Regions from separate parts of the Mus musculus genome. Here region 2 is linked to region 1. A link is a contact called in public Hi-C data. All regions are on one chromosome and are shown on one strand. Each heading gives the region's core, a stretch centred on a gene start, on an enhancer-like site or on the middle of the called end of the contact. The rest is flanking DNA. Distances are from core to core; before and after follow the strand shown. Region 1 has its middle 35 kb from the start of Lrrc18. Region 2 overlaps Arhgap22 (Rho GTPase activating protein 22).

Region 1 (5,770 bases), core at 1,920-4,419:
GTGGGGGGGTGTTTTACAAATGCTGTCGTTGTCTCCATGTGCTTGCTTTCCCCCCCCATTCCTTCTTCCCTCCCTTCTCTTCTCTCCTCCTCCTTCCCTCTCCCCTCCCTCCCTCCTCCTTCCTCATCCCTCTCCCCACCCCTTCCCTCATCCCTCTCCCCTCCCCCTCCCTCATTCATCCCTCTCCCTCCCTCATCCATCCCTCTCCCTCCCTCATCCTTCTCCCCTCCCCCTCCCTCATCCCTCTCCTCTCCCCCTCCCTCATCCATCCCTCTCCCTCCATCCCCCCTCTACGCTCCCCCCTCCCCTCCCCCTCCCTCATCCTTCTTCCCTCCTTCATCCCTCTTCCTTCCCCTTCCCTTCCCTCCCCTCCCTCCCTCCCTCCCTCCCTCTCCCTTCCTTCCTCACTTCCCCTTCCTCTTTCTCCCTTCCCTTCTTTTCCCCCCTCCTCTCTTGTTCCCTCTCTCCTTTCTTTTCTTCTCTTCTCCTTCCTTTCTTGGTTCCCTTTCCCTTATTTTCTACTAACCACTTATTTTTAAAACTATTTTGAGGCTCGAGTATCCCAGGCTGGCTTTGAACTCACTAAGTAGCTGAGGATGCCCTGATCCTTTCACCTCCCTGGTGCTGAAACAAAATCCTGTGCCAATGCTCCCAGGTCTTATTTGCATTTTAATGACAGCGACATTGAGAGCCTTTCTGTGTGCCTGTTTGCCAAGCAGGGATTTTCTTGGTTTGAAGTGTAAGTTCAAGTGTCTTGTGTGTTTTTACTGTATTATTTATCAATAAACTTCAGGAATTTTTCATTACGGCCTGGGTGGGTGTCACTATTGCTTCTGGCCCCGCTCCCTTGGCTTGGGAGAATGTGTTCAGGGTCTCATTTTGGGCATATGCTTCCTAGACAAAATTCACTTTCTGCCCTAGGACCCTGGTAAGGACAGATTCTTTCAGAGGGCCCCAGGGGTCCCAGGGACACTTGAATGCATAGCCAAGGCTTTCCTTTCCATCTATCTTTGTGTTAACTACACAAAGCCACAGACTGCATCCAACCTGTGGCTTCACAGATCACAGATGCATAAAGGGAGTTAGTGTTGAGAACAATGAAATGAGTGACATTGAAGACAAATACTGTGTATATAACCGAGTGGGTGAACTAGACAACCTGAGAGTGCTGCAGCAACAGGGAGCCATGTCACATCTCAGAGTGCTGCAGCAACGGGGAACCATGTCACATCTCAACGGGAACTCACACAGCTAGAGGCAGAGGGAGGGAAGGAGAGGCCAAGGCACCGGTCTCATTTCGGACTCTGTGTGAAAACTACATCTGCTCTCATGGCTGTTACTGCTTCCAAGGCCCATGCTCTGTACTAGGAGTTTCATACAATTATCATATTTAACTTTCAGAACAACCTACACATCATTAATTGCTTTTCCCCCCTGTGCTGTAAAACGACAATAAGAGGTTTTGTGTAACCCACAATGGCCACAGATTTTAAGGAACTCTGCCTGGGCTCAGCCCTTTTCTGTCAGTTTCTCAGCTTGGCATAGACTGTATACTCAATGGACCCCATGCAAGGCAGGTGACTGAACGGCTTGCCAAGTGCTTCAGTGGATGGTAGCATCATCTCTATCAGTAAGGACTCCTGTGCAGACCTCAGGCTGCAAAGCATCACTTTTATGGCACCTGTAGAGTGTTCTTTGCCCTTTCCCATCATGATGGGATCATGAAAGCTATTGTGGTACATTCCTGGTAAAAGATAGTGAAGAATCTTAGACAGGGGTGTTACGAGGATACAGCAGTTTGGCAGAGCTTAGCTCAGATCTCAGCTCAAGGCAAACACAAGTACTCTCTGAACCTCCAGGAACTTGGGGGCAGGAAGCAATTTGGGGTATCCTGCTGTTTACTGGGGAGGCTAACAAAGGCACTTCAGGAAGCTTGTCTTAAGAGAAAAACTGAAACCAAAGCACGCACACACAAACACACACACACACACACACACACACACACACACACACATGCCTGCAGTTGACACGCCCCCACGCACGAACACACCCCTACCTCCGTCTGACATGTGATATGTGCCCAAGAACTCACTGATAGAAAGCTGATTTGGGCTCAGCAAGATTTGATTTTTATGTTAAACAAATTTCATCTAGATTTCCATCTGAAGAGTCTATTCCTCCCCAAATGTGCCCTGCCTTGCTGCATTTTAATATGGGCAAATCCAATCTCTGAGTTCTCCACAGTCCCTGAGACTCGGTTCTCCATGATGGCTCCTGCTGCTGGTTTGGGTCAGGCAGTTTCTGTCACTTCCATGGACCGAGCTTCTCTCCTGGAACATGAAGGAATGAAAGATAGGGGCCAAGGTAGATCAGGAGGCCATGGCCTGTGAAAGATTGCCAGAAAGAACCTAGAAGTCCCTTGGTGGTCCCAAGACTCATGAGCCCTCTCTGAGACTCCATTGTTAAATGCCAGTCTTCTCTATATAAACAATTCATTTGTCATCTATATAGTCCTGATAGTCACCATTTGGTAAATACAAACACAAGACACCTGGTTAAAATTGAATCTCTCAGGTACAAGGAATATTTGGTGGGTGTGTGTGTGTCTCAGGTAAAGCCAGTCCTGTCCAGATTTACAGAAGGGTCTGTCCTGAGCCTTTGGGAGACAGCTGCCAGAACTCATGTGCCCATCATTATGCCAACCCTGTGCTTTCAGAGCAAGCCCTGTTCTCCTCAGTCCTCTAGTTAGGATGAGTCCAGCTGCACAGACTGCCTTGCCTCATCCCTCATAGGATGCAGCAGGCTGAGTGAGGATCAGGGCGTGCATTCTGAAACAAATCGCTGGACTAGCGCATGCCCCTGGAAGGTGACCAGAGCTGGCATGTCCCTGTGGAGTAGAGGCTCAAAGTGAGGTGAGTGGGACCCTTGTAACCAGTGTGGTAGGGGCCGCATGGCTGCTGGGCCAGAGCTGAGCAGATTACAGCGGGTGAAGTATGAGGTCCCTGACCTCAGAGGCTTTGGAACCACAAGCTAGTTGGCCAGCTGCGTGGCAGAGGTGACAGCCTCTTCATTCCATTCTGTCATGTTTCCTCATGTTTGAAGAGGAGGCCTCCCGTGTACAGTGCCAGGACTGCTGAGAGCCTGGCTCCCATCCCAGCGTGCTTCAGAAGCGGCACAATCCAGTGCGCACTTCTGCAGTGGCCTCAGATGTAGTGTGGGGAGCAAGTCTACGTGCTATCCTCACCCCTGTTGCTCCCTGCCTCCTGCCCCTCTTCCCAGCCTTGTCACAGAGCTCCAGCACAGGGGCTGGCTCAACAAGACACACTAGTGAGTGAACGGATGGACACATTATAAAGTGAAAGCTTGCAGCGTGCCATGGATGTCAGCCTGAGCTGGCTCCTTCCCCAAGCATTTCATTGTATTTATGATAAGTCATATATCACAGAATGTGCCTTACTCTATATTCTATCATTTTATTATACACTGAACACTATTTCAATCTCGTGACAAGTCCAAAGACAGACACCGGGGTCCTGTTTTACAGATGCAGAAACAAGCTGCGGTTGGCAGGAAGTAGAGACGCTAGTAGTGAATGGTCCCAGACCCGTCACCTACTCACTTAATGGAGTATTTCCAGCTCTGTCTCAGGTACCATCTGTGCCTACAGGCTTTTCATGGACCCTGCTCAGACCTCGGCAAGGCAGCAGGGATCTGGATAATTGTCTCTCCTTGTCCCCAGTAGCTGATGCTCCTGCTTTGACAGACTTCAGTTGTGGCTGTGATACCAAATCAGCTCTCTCTCTCTCATCCTCCCCAGGCATCTGCCCTGTCTCCCCTCCATCAGACCAGGGTGCCTAGTACCATGTGACTGAATGACTGAGGTCACTTAGGTCAGCAAGAACCTCCTGCTAAAGCTGCCACAAATGCCTGGCCTTAGCCTCTACTGGATCAGGGCCTCTCGACCTCACCCCAGCTCTGCTCTGTCTTCTCTAGTCCCCCACCTCACCCCAGGATGATCTACTGCCGATGCCTCAGGAGTCTGCAACCCAGACTCATCTTCCAGGGTTCAGGGACATCTGTGTCCTCCTCTGGATCAGTATGAAGCAGTTTTCCTCCTGCAGGTAACATGCATCCAAGACCCCATTGCCAGGTGCCACCAAATCTTCCCAGATCCACAGCAGTGGCCAGTTCTCCCATCTTGTCCCATTCTCCTCCACAGTACCCTATCTTCCTGCAGCTCCTCCCCATCCTCACAGTACCTCCATCAATTCCATGGTATCCATCTTTCCCTGGCCACATTCTATCCTGCACACATGACACCCCCACACAGTTCTCCTCTAACTTCCTCCACACATGGAGGGTGTTTGTTTGGACTCCAGCTTGTCACTCCTGGGACCATCAGCTCTGAGCTCTGCCACACAATCCTTGCCTAGCTGACTCTTGGGGAGCTGCTCCCTAAGGAGGGCCATCTCTGATCCTTGCTCTCACTCACACTGCCCTTCATCAGCCTCCAGCCCCTGGATAAAGGCAATAGCTTCCACTTTGGTCCATTGGCTCTTCTTTCCTGCAGCCTGACACGCCCAGAGCCTTCGCAAGGGATACTGATGGATTAGTATCCATTAGAACTGGTGTCATTCTAAGAAGATAGTAGGGTCCAGACAGGCAGAGGGAAGGCCACACAAGGATGCAGGATACAGGAGAAAGTGCCTTCTACAAGTCAGAGAGGCCCAGAAGGAAATGAACCTGTCTGCACCCTGGCTTTTGACTTCTAGCCCCCAGAATTATGAAATCATTTCTGTCACTTAAACTACCCAGCATGGGGTACTTTTACACCCCTGAGCTAACTGCAGCTAGAAGGTCGCCTGTGCCTACTCTATAGTATGGGATATCGTTTCTTATCACCTCGAGTCTCCCTTGTTTGCATCGACACCTTAGCCCTAAGACTCTAGCATGAAGACCCAAGCTTGTCTCCTCTTGTAGTTCAGACCCAGCAGGAGCAGGTTGAGGCTAGGCTGGCAAATCCCAGAACTATTTGATAGGGGGTGAATAGAAGCTAAAACTCTTACAGAATGAGTGGACTGAAGGCAGACTTTTGGCCAGCATACCTTTCGACTCTGTATAAATGCTAAAGATTGTGTTTTGAAAAATGCCTGCAGGCCCAGCCCTGATATTTATGGCATGCCTCTTGGCCTTCCTAAGGAGCAGTATTCTCTGCTGTTATATTTATAGCCCTCCGTGCAGACCCAGCCGGACAAGGGATTGCAAATGGACTGTCTGCTAATAGTGCATGCAGATGATGTGGGAAGTGGCATGATCCTTGATCCCAGGGTCAGACGAGAGCCCTTCCCATCCGGGGAGGCTGTCCTGGACCAAGGAATAGGCCCCTCCCCCAGCTTCCTCTATGCTGAACCCTAGAAGTTTACAGATACATCAGGATGGCCGGCCGTGCTCTTTTGCTGTTTCCGTGTCCACACACTGCTGCTCCTTCCTTAATATTTATCTTTAGGTCGACTTACTACTCCTTAATGGTGGGATGACTCAGAGCCATCAGACACCAAGTTCATTTTCCTACCACCCCTAAGCCCGGAGGACAGACAGCCACCAGAGCCTCTCCGGGCTTAGAGAAACATGAGGTGCCATACCCCTACTTGGGCCCTATGGGGGAAATGTCAGGAAAAGGACTGAGGAAGGCTGAGGGATTTACTCAATCCCTATTTCTCCAAGATGAGCAACGGCTCAAATCAGCATGAGGGGCACAGTGAAAAGACGG
Region 2 (5,645 bases), core at 809-3,308, 340 kb after region 1:
GCCAAGTCAGCTACAGCCTGTAGGAATGAGCTCAGACATGCAGGCTGAGAAAAACCTCCTGACAACCAATGTGCTCATGATAAGTTCAGACCCAGGGAAAGGATGAAGGGCCATGGAGCTTGTGTACTCTCTCTGTGTGCCCACAAGGCTTTCAACAAGGGATGCCACTCTAGTGCAGATCATGAGCTTCCAGAGCCCAAGCCCCACACTATTTTAAGAAGGCCAGTGGGGCCTTGCTAATGCTCATTAGAACACTCCCTCCTCCCCCGGAATATACCAAAAACTTTATGGTTGGGGCATTATCTGAGAGGTTAGAAATGGATACTCATTGTTCCTGTGACTTGCATGCCTAGGGCACAGAATTTCAACCGAAGTCCATATCGTCTCTCTAGAGTAGATCACGACCCATTGCCTTGCCACAGTGGGTCAGGGAGTTATTCTACAGGGGAGCAAATTTAAGTAAGGACTAAACTCATAGGAAAGGTACACACCCTTTCCTACTCTAGAGCAGCAGGTCTCAGAGTATTTCTGGGGCCACCAACATCAGCAAATTAAGCAGAAATACAGATCCAGCTACTTTCTACAAAGCCGTGGAATTCAAAACTCCAGGGTGGAGTCCCGTGCTACTCTGAACAGGCAGGCCTGTGGTGCACAATTGATTCACCCAGACCCTCAGTTAAATGAATCGTAGTGAAAGCAAAGGTGAGAATTCAGCTCTCATCTGCACCCCTTCTCATCTGGCTGCATTGACTGTGCCCGGTATTCTGAGATGATCACAAGAGGCAAATGCTAGAGTGAGTCTCGTCCCAACCCCACGTTCAGTGACATCATGAAAATGGCCATGAAGGAAAGAAACCTGTGTCCTACAGAGGACGGCAAACATGTAAGCTGGGTGTTTTGTCTTCTGTATTGTAAGACTACACAAGCAAGCCCTCTGTGTTCAACAAGCTCTGCGGTAGCTTGGGAGACAAGGTCAAGGTTGTTATAGGAATTCTTCTTTGTTAGACTCCTTACAGACACATTCACCATAGTGTTAACACACACCACACCACCGAACAGGAGAGCAGACTTCTTGGGACCACCACAACCTGCCCTACTCCAGTACCCTCAGATCAAAGCTTCAGTCCTAACCTTGGGGAGGCTCGGGGTATTGGGTGAAGCCACAGGTTTGGTGTCAAGGTCCCTTGCAGTGACAGGGCCACACAGGGATTAGGTGGAGGTACAAAGGGACTTATAGACCCCAAAATCCCCATCTGGCTCTCCCGCAGCAGCTTCTTGGAAGCTGGCTGAGTTGTTGGGAAGCTGCTGTCACAATGGGGAGCAGGATGGGAAGTGACAGCTCAAATCCCAGGTGGTAGCAGAGATGGGACTCTGCCCTTTGCCTCCCCCAACACCATCCTCTAGTGCAGCGAGGTATCAATAGCAGCACCTGCCCCGCAGAGCTTCTAGTCAATCATGTAGGCTAAGAGCCAGGAACATAGGACCATTTCCCACAACAGAAGCTATTTCTGCTTTTCCCTCTAGCCTCCATAAAGAGTGATGTCAGTGATGATACTGCTACTCCCATTGTGCGGATGACAGTTCCTGAAGCAGAGGGGAAACGCACAGCAATGTACCCCATCGCAGTGTCAGTTACGGAACGGAAACAGCATGTGCCGAGACCCAGTGATGGACCTCGCCCACGCCCTCTAATGAGCACGTTCTCCCATCCTGGGGCTGCTGTCCTAATTTATTCCCTGTAGCTCCAGGCTCCCTAGCAAGAATGCAACCAGTAATTCAGTTACAGCAATTACCAGCTGGATCCCTGGCTTACTGCTATAATTTCCCTAGAGCCAGCCTCTGTGGGTACAGATACCAGTCCGCCTTGATGTTGCTTAAATGAGAAGAGGCATCTCCATATGCTCCCGAGGCACAGATGCCAGCAGACATAAGGCTCCCATTGCCCTGCTAGAGCCAGAACTTGCCAAAAATGACTTGACTCTTCTTCAGGTTAATGTTCCCCACCCCCAGATTCCTTATCTGCGCAGCAGGATGTAGTCTACTGTGAGGACATTATAGGAATACACTAAAATGGTCCAGGCCCGAGAGTAGAGCGTCTGCTAGCAGGCACAGGAACGGGGGAGGGAAGTGTGGAAGCAGGCGCTGAGCCACCCACCTGGGATGTTTTCCCACCTGGTATGGAGCCCAGATGTAATAGAGAGGTTTGCTTCGCTAACACAGTTCTCAGCTCAGCATGATGGTACACACTTTTAATCATGGGCACTCAGGAGACAGAGGCAGAAAGATCTCTATGAGATTAAGGCCAACGTGGTCTACATGATGAGTTCCAGACCAGCCAGGGTTACATGGGGAAACCATGTCTCAGAACCAAGCACATACAGTTGTTCTCACTATGTGCCAGGACCTATGCTCAGGACATCTCAGATATCCCTCCATTTCTGCTCAGAACAGGAACTCCTAGGATGCACAGGTAGAGCAACTGAGGTACAGAGAAGGGACATGGTTTATCTAAAGCTGAGCCAGGCTTTCACCCTGAAGATCTGACCATGGGAATGGAGTTTAAACTCCACGGGGTTTTCCGTGGAGAGGATAGAGGTGTGAGTAGTCAGGCCACTTAGAGTGTGAGCTAAGCAAAGCTGAGCATGCGTGGCCTTAAGGAAATCCTCCAGATAGTAAGGAGGGCTCTGGCTGGCCTGTGTGTGAGAGAAGCAACACAGCATGCAGGATTTACCAAGCAGGAATCTAGCTTATGGAACTCTCTTACTGTTCCATTATACAGACATATAGACCGAGCTTCATAGAAAGCATCTAAGGGGGTCCTGGAGCCAATACACCGTGGATTCCAAAGGACAGCTGTGCTAGGCACTGTCAAGGCTGTGATGTTGTGCATGTTGGTGACTCCTGTTCTGTAGGTAAAGTGGAAAACCATCAGGCTGGAGATGCAGCTCAGTGGCAGAGCCCATGCCTGGAGAATGAGAGGCCCTGGGTTTGAGCTCCAGCACGGCAGTGATAATCTCCTAATAATTAATCGAATACACAAATAAAACCAAACGAGAAGTGAGTGAAGCCTCATCCTGCCTGACCACAGGGGATTGAACCCGCATAGATCTTGGATGCTGCCTGTCCCACGTGCCGCCTCCAGGGCTCTCCCCTCTTGCTCCACACATGGGATCCTACAGTGAATCTTTGGAATGGGGGGGGGGCAGGGAGGAATAGCAGGAGTACCCAGCTCTGTCCTCCTGGCTCTGGTCTTGTTTTGCCTAGTCTTACACTGGGAGTCCTGGCCCACCCTCTTGCGCCCACCCTTGTTGGAAGAGCCCCTCCCACCCTCCAGCTGAATGTGCAGATGGGGAGGGGGTCCTCTGTGCTTGGTCCTGTGCTGCAGAAAAGACACACATCCTTCTCACTGGCACCCAGCCTGCCTCAGCAGGAGAAGGGCTGGGCCCTGTCCTAGCACCTCCCCCCACTCCGAAGAGCCCTTTCCCAGACAGCTCGGGTTTCTTATTTGTGTTTGTCTCCATTTCAGGGATTTATTTCTCTACAAGGGACACAAGTGACCGAACTTCTTCCAGACCCTGAGGACCCAGGAAAGCACCTGTTTGAGATTACGCCAGGTAAGCCAAAGGGTGCCCGTGTGTGCTGAGATGGTCCCGGTGGCCCCCCATTGGGGCATGACTGTGCTCCTACCCCCAGAATCCTATGTCTTACAGGAGGGCTGATATTGTCCCCAAGCTAAGGCAGAAATGTGGGCAAAGCTAGAACAACTGGGGGAAGAAATTAGAAATTTTAATCTTATTATTTGGATAATTAGTCCTCAGAGAAGAGAAAATGTTGGTTTTTACACTCATGATTCACCCAAGCAAACATACAAAGATGCCATAGGGCAGTGGACCTTGATCTTCCTAATGTTACACCCCTTTAACACAGTTCTTCATGTTGTGGTGGCCTCCAACCACAAAGTTACTTTGTTGCTACTTCATAGCTGTATTTTTGCTGTTGTTACAAATAGTAATGTAAATACCCGATCTGTGACCCACCAAGGGGTCGAGACCCACAGGCTGAGAACCACTGCCTTAGCGAGGCTGCAAACCTACATATGGAAACAAGGTCACAGTTAAATGCTAACCAATACAGAAGGCCATCATACCGGTTATTATGACTCCCAAAGCAGACTTACAGTAAAATGAGAGGGAGATTTTCCCCCAGACCCACTGTTCTGTTAGCAGTCACAAAAAAGGCTTTTACAGTTCCAGGTTGTTCAATGTGGTCCCTACTGAGCTAAGTATGTGTCTGTGGTATGAGCCGCGTGTCACAGCAGGGCTCATTTTGCCAGGGTTTTTATTTCCCTTGACCTCCACCAGAATCAGCCTGAGACAGGATCTGAACACTGGATTCTAGAGATGGTCCCCTCAGAGCATGAGGAAGGGCACAGGGAAAGGACCAGCCAGGGTGTGTTAATGAATGGCCTGATACAGTGACACCCAGCTCTGCCTCACTGGGGCCATCTGAGGTGAGGTGGGGTGGGCCTGAAAGGTGTCTTATCCAGGTAATGGATGGCTGGAGGCATCCCACCAATTACCGCCTGCAAGCTCTTGAGAGATACACCCTTAGGAGTTAACCCTGACATTTCTGGCCTATCTATATAAGATATAAGATATAAGATATAAGATATAAGATATAAGATATAAGATATAAGATATAAGATATAAGATACAAGGGCCAAAAATGTCTGTGACAGAGGCCTTTGAGGAGAGATGCAGAGACTGGAGGGAAGAGACCACCAGCGTGATGGGAGGAATGGTTGTAGGGGTGGGAGCATGAACAAGATCCTTCCTCTGGGGACCATTGAGTATTTAAGATTCTCCATGGGTGGAGTCTGTGAGCCAGTACCTATACAAACACCGAGGGGTGCAGTAGACACCCCAAACACCACAAGGAAATAACCAGGCTCTTGCTGTCTACTAAGGGATAAGATGGGCCCAGGCTGGGGCCAGAGATCTGCCGCCCGACATTCCGGGAATTCTGGGAGGTGGAGTGAAAGTACAAACACACACCTTTCAGTCCATGGTAGCACATGACTGTAATCCCAAGCCTAGATTTAAAACTGCACTCAGAAAGTACAAGCAGGAGGGACTTGGGACACAAATTAGACAAAGGCCTTGCCTTTCCCCTTTCCCCTAATCTCATTTCTATTCTATGTCGTATATATGTAGATATGTGCATGTTACATATGTATGTGTGTATATGATTTTCTACATCTATCCAAAATCTAGGATCCACAAATGAGAGAAAATATATTATCTGCCTTTCTGAGTTTGAGCCATTTCACTTAACATGGTGACCTTCAGTTGTATCCATTTTTTTCTGCAGACGATCCAATTAAATTCTTCTTTATGGTTGAGTTAAACTCCACTGGGCAAGAGAAGAAAGGCTTAGTTCACTGTGAGACATGAATAAAGATTCTGCAGTGAAGGTAGAGAAGAGGAAGGCCCTATTGACTGGGGGAGTGAGGACTTAGGGGCCTGGGGAAGGCAAGGCCGAAGTGCAGTCTCTGGGCCTGGGAAGCAGCTGGCCAGGCAAGGCCAGAGGGCATAGTGGAGCTGAGTGTACTCTGTCCATATTGAGAGAACGGCACTGAACATGTG

The links. Hi-C and Micro-C count contacts between places; a contact is called where the count stands out from the background.
Region 2: a contact with region 1 is called in a Hi-C map of cerebral cortex, with 2.9 times the contacts expected there. The contact joins two enhancer-like sites. A contact is called at or near these places in 4 of 484 Hi-C or Micro-C datasets (cerebral cortex, cortical neurons, embryonic stem cells and 1 more).

What each region holds. Positions count from the first base shown.
Region 1 is chr14:32,953,557-32,959,326 of GRCm38.p6, forward strand. No RefSeq gene overlaps it. Among named protein-coding and RNA genes, the nearest start is that of Lrrc18, 35 kb to the right of the region's middle. Within about 2 kb of position 3,170, at least 23 of the 459 cell types and tissues checked have an H3K27ac peak or open chromatin away from gene starts, as enhancers often do. A contact at or near this core is called in cerebral cortex, where this site is marked.
Region 2 is chr14:33,295,178-33,300,822 of GRCm38.p6, forward strand. Arhgap22 (Rho GTPase activating protein 22) reads left to right here. Exons shown (of 11, transcript NM_153800.4): 4 at 3,527-3,614. Among named protein-coding and RNA genes, the nearest start is that of Gm41130, 66 kb to the left of the region's middle. Within about 2 kb of position 2,059, at least 29 of the 459 cell types and tissues checked have an H3K27ac peak or open chromatin away from gene starts, as enhancers often do. A contact at or near this core is called in cerebral cortex, where this site is marked.